2 separate regions of the Danio rerio genome follow, and region 2 is linked to region 1. Evidence: chromatin contacts called from public HiCAR-type data. All regions are on one chromosome and are shown on one strand. The core of a region is the stretch at or near the end of the contact, and the rest is flanking DNA. Distances in the headings are between cores, read along the strand shown.

Evidence for each region. HiCAR-type assays count read pairs that join an accessible place to other places.
Region 2: a HiCAR-type map of caudal fin shows a contact between it and region 1, with 11 times the contacts expected there. The contact joins two enhancer-like sites. A contact is called at or near these places in 7 of 18 Hi-C or Micro-C datasets (caudal fin, embryo, fibroblasts and 2 more) and 1 of 4 datasets of contacts at active chromatin or transcription factors (caudal fin).

The regions. Positions count from the first base shown.
Region 1 is chr18:21,494,994-21,497,693 of GRCz12tu, forward strand. No RefSeq gene overlaps it. Among named protein-coding and RNA genes, the nearest start is that of uacaa, 61 kb to the left of the region's middle. Within about 2 kb of position 1,293, at least 15 of the 62 cell types and tissues checked have an H3K27ac peak or open chromatin away from gene starts, as enhancers often do.
Region 2 is chr18:21,790,498-21,793,197 of GRCz12tu, forward strand. No RefSeq gene overlaps it. Among named protein-coding and RNA genes, the nearest start is that of kif23, 55 kb to the right of the region's middle. Within about 2 kb of position 1,279, at least 46 of the 62 cell types and tissues checked have an H3K27ac peak or open chromatin away from gene starts, as enhancers often do.

The sequences.
Region 1 (2,700 bases), core at 43-2,542:
CTGAAACGGCAAAAAACAATTAAGGTATAGGCTCTCATTGCCAATACTTTGAAGGCACAGTATGTAATTTTAGCTGCTAGAGGGCTCGCATTAACAAACAAAAAGTGTATGTAACCATGCTGTGACTGCATGTGGAATCATAAGAGTTGTCTTCTTCATTACATCGTAAGGGAGTCCTAAAGAAATCATGTTCCAGTCATAAAGCAGCGCTGTTTTATCATACTAAATACAGTTTATTAGTATTTTTAGACAGTTTTAGTGCCTAAAAATATGCAGATCATATCAAAGCATCTTTGGTGGTCTGCGCGTGTCACTAGGTAAAACTGCTAATTTTTCTGGATAGTAACATGCTTTAAAACATTTGTGATTAAGTACAGAAATCAGCAAAATATATAACATTATACTAGTGTTTTTTTATTTAATGAAAAAAATCTTATACATTTTGCCTTTAATGTTATAGTAAGTGCCCTCCACCAATTTTTGCAACATTGCTAAATTTAAAAAAACCTTTAGATTTTTTGACTCTGAAACTGAAGATGATATGAATGGAGATTTTTTTTTTTTTTTTATTGAAACCCTTCCAAAAAATGGGAGTGTAGCTTTGGAGACTTTCTGACCCAAAGACCCAACTAACTAACTAACTCTGGAAGATTTTGTGTTTTTTGGCCCCTGGAACATCCTCTTTATAGTGCATTGGGGCAAGATAGAAACACTTCTTCCAGGCTTATTCATTGCACTTCTTTAATATTGCCCTAAAGGTGGAATTGGGGATTATGTTTTGCTAGTTTGGCATATGTGTGTTGGGTCATATGTAAAATAGGAGGTCATTGTTGAATAGCCTCCTATTCATGTCACCGAGTTTTACTAAAAAAAGTCAAAACAGTGAAAATGTGCTTCAAATGATTATTACTGTTATTATTTTGTTTATATGAAATAATAAAGGTGGCCTGAATTGTGCATATATATTTAAGATAAAAGCATGCTTTGTTTGCAATTGCAATTGTTTTTTTTTTTATTAATATTTTGACCAGAAGGTAAAAAGGGTTAAAATTGTAAATTTTTATAGCCTTCTATGCTCATATTTACCAAAGGTTGCAATTTTAGTGAGGCATTGCCCAGAATAGCTCACTGGTTTTGGTTGGGTCACAGTCTGCAGTGTGTGTGTGTGTGAGGATCTGCGAGGTACAGAGTCAGTCCTGTGACCCCCTTGTAAACCACAGAGCTCAGCACTGTCGGTTTGCACATTGACAGGCTCCTCTCCCTGTGGGTTTGGCTGGAGGAGGCCTGGAATTGACCCGCAGCCTGTGGGCGCTCAGGGGAGGCAGGGTTAGTACTTTGGCTAAGTGTAATGTGGATAACAGTGTGTGAGTTAGCAAGAGCTGGAGATCTTTCCCACAGATTTCCACTGAGGTTATACAGCTGGGATCTACTGAATATTTTTTAAGCATAAGAACAAATTAATAAGTATGTGGTTTGGGAGGAAGGGCAAACATCTGCAGGACTCTCTCCAAATACACTCAAGAGCATTAAATTAAACATGCGTGAAAAGCCATTTCCACCACAAGATAAAAAATAAAATGGTAACTTTATCTTATAAATGTAGATTTATCCTTCACAATTCACATTTCTTTTGAGAATCACTATTGTGAGAATTTTTTTTACAATTCCCAGTTTGTATATTGCAATTCTGACATTTTTCAGATTTCTAATTATTTTTTTTTTACATTCTGAGTTTACGTTATTATATTTTATTTGTACACTTACATTGTTTGTGACTTTGTATGTAATTTACTGGCATGAATGTTTAATTTTGTGTTTGGTGTGAACCAAGCGTTAGACTTATGGCATTATATGGAACATTTATTTCTCAGAATTTATATTTAGCAGTTCTGAGATAATATCTCATAATTCTGTTTATATTTTTTATATTTTTAAATAGTTTATATTTTTAAATTCTGCCTTTTTTCCTCAGTTTTCATCTCATAATTCAGATTTTTTTTTTCCCGAATTCTGAATTCATATTTCAAATCTGTTTATATTCTTCAGGTCACAATTCTTGAGTTTACATTTTAATTCTGAGTTTATATCTTTAATTTATCTTTTAGAATTTTCAGTGTGTGTCTTGCACAACTGACTTCCCTCCTAGGAATTCCAGGTGTACATCTCAATTGTGAGTTTATATTTCAAATGTCTATAAATGAGCCCTATCATACACCCGGCACAAGGCGCAATACGTATTTGGCGCAATTTCTTGCTATTTTCAGACCAGTGCAACCCTAATTTTCATGTTTTGCTCCACGTTGTTTAAATAGCAAATACATTTGTATAGTCCAAGTCCAGCGCAGAGCGCGTTATGCGCCTACAGAGGCGGACTGGCCGTAGGGAGCACTGGGACATTTCCTGGTGGCCTGACGGTCAATCTGTCCTAAAACCAATCTCCCCCCTCCCCCCTTTTTTAATTACACATCATACCTTTTGCAGCCTATGCAGCTGAGCATGCGTTTGCGCCATGTACTTTAGACTTTACGCCTAGATCGTAAAAATAGAGCCCTATTTCTTGCATCACTGCTTTTTTATGTAGAAAGTTAACACCATGCTAATTTATTTTTTCATAATTCACATTCTCAAAACGGCAAGAGATAATATAACTCTGATAAGAAATTCTGAGAGAAAAAGTCACAAAATTATAACCTCGCAATT
Region 2 (2,700 bases), core at 29-2,528, 300 kb after region 1:
TGAGACGGATGGGCTACAACAGTAGAAGACCACACCAGGTGCCATTCCTGTCAGCTAAGAACAGGAAACTGAGGCTACAATTCACACAGGCTAACCAAAATTGGACAATAGATGATTGGAAAAAGGTTGCCTGGTCTGATGAGTCTTGATTTCTGCTGCGACATTCGGATGGTAGGGTCAGAATTTGGCATCAACAACATGAAAGCTTCGATCCATCCTGCCTTGTATTAACAATCCAACCTGGCTCTAGTAAGGTGTACCTAATAAAGTGGCCAGTGAGTATATATATATACTATATATATATATGTATATTTATATACTATATATATGTGCGTGTGTGTGTGTGTGTGTGTGTGTGTGTGTGTGTGTGTGTGTGTGTGTGTGTGTGTGTGTGTGTGTGTGTGAACATATATGTAATCCCAATGATAAAAAAATATGCATGTGGCCTTTTTTCAGTAATTCAAACTATATGTTGCATATATGACATCATTTATGTATGTAAAATTCAAATATGAACCTGTATATCAAATATTAGTGACACTTTACAATAAGGTTTTAGGTTAATTTTAGTTCATATATTTACTAACATGAACAAACAATGAACAATACATTCGTTAAAGTCAAGTGTGTATTCGTCTTTGTCAGCGTTAGTTTATGATAATAAAGTCGTTCATTGTTAGTTCATGTTAACTCACAGTGCGTTAGCTATTGTAAACAAGCATGAGTTTGGATTTGAATAACGCATTAGTAAATATTAAACTATGATTCATAAATGCTGTGCAAGTATATTGTTCATAATTAGTTCATGTTAGTAAAAATACACTAACATTTATAAAACCTTATAGTAAAGTGTGATTTAATTTGCATATATTTCCTTGTATCAGACTTCTACATGAGTTGTTTTGAATGTTTGTGGTTATTCATGGTCTGCTGAAAGTAATTTATTAATTGTAATATTCATGAAAGGGGATGATACTTCACTGAACCCAGTTTTTAAAACTCTGATTGTTTACAGTTTAATGCACATTACTCAAATGGTTCAAGCAAAGCATCACAGGGCATTGGAAAAAGGTGAATTTACTGTAAATATGTGTGATGTAGATGGAACATCTTTGACCCATCAGCAGTTTCTTCAGCAATAGCCAGGGGCAAAAGAATGCTGTACCAAAATCCTGTCATCTCTTTATCCCATGCTTTGTTGGCTCTGTTGTGAATGGTCAAGGTTCAGCAGGAGCGCAGAATCGCGCCCCTCACCCACAGTCAGTCAGTCAGAGGCGGTGCTTTCCCTTCCCCCACCTTCCTCCCGCCTGTGTGCTCAGCTAATATTGACTCTCCTGGCTAACACTGCCTCTATTGAGCTCAGCCATTCACAATAATGTTTGACCAGCATTAGAACATCATTGAGATAACAGGGCAGGCGAGGATCGGGCCTCGCTGAGGTTACACGGCTAATGAAAGCCAGGAGGGGAGTAAATGACAGGGGAACAGGGGGAAAAACACCTAAACATGAATGTGACTTTCAAAGCGTGCTAAAGTTTGTGGTGTTGTGGACTGTGGCATTTTATTGAACAATGATGAAGAAGAGCAAACAGATTTACAGCAAATATCAGACAAAGTACTTTGTAGTACTACTTTGTGTGCATTTTCTGTCTCAGTAAGCTGTTGCTCTCCTGGATGTATCTATAATTTTACAATATCATGCTGTATTTTAGCTGGGAATTTAGCTAAACAGAGTGCTTTGTTTGCACAATTAAAAGTACCAATTGGCTATTTTTTTTTCATTTTACCAATAGTCTTAGTGATCTAATAATAAGTTTCACTATTTTGTCTCATAACACATAATTCCCATTTTAACAGTTGAGCTAGTTGCCAACATCATCCCTACACTCTCAGAAATAAAGGTATGTGGGCTGTCACTGGGGTGGTACCTTTTCAAAAGCTACACATTTGTACCTAAAAGTTCAAATTTAATACCTCAAGTGTACATATTAGTACCTAAAAGTACAAAAGTGTTCTTCTTAAATTTTTTAGGTACTAACATATACTTTTGAGGTACCAATTTAGAGCCTTTAAGTACAAATGTGTAGCTTTTGAAAATGTACCACTCCAGTGGCAGCTCACATACCTTTATTTCTGAGAGTGTAATTAATGGGGGGCAAATTCAGTTAGTAACAAATAATACATATTTGGGTGTGATGTTGGACAATGCACTTAATGTATGGACTGGCTGTATAAGGAAAAAGCTTCAACAGAAAATGTGCTCCTTAAAGAAACTATTGTCTTTTAATGTTGACAACACATCGCTGATTATGTTTTATAGTGCTTTTATCGAAAGTATTGCAACATTTTGTGTGATCTTTTAGTATAGAAATGCGTCTGAGGACCAGAAGAGGTCATAGGGGAGGGTGGTAACAACAGCCAGTAAGTTGTTGGGAATAAAACTAAAGAGTATTGATATATACACAGAAAGAGTATTAAATAAGGCTACCATGATTGTCAATGATGAGAGGCATCCTTTATCAAAATTTGGCCAGAGGAGAAATGGTCATGACCAACAGAGCCTGGTTTCTCTCAAGGTTTTTTTTTCTTCACTTTCGTCAATTGGTGAAGTTTGTTCCTCGCCACTGTCACCCCTTGCTCGCTTGGTTTGGGTCTTGTGGAGCTGCGCATTGGTGGATTTGTTCTTCAGTGTTTGGACTT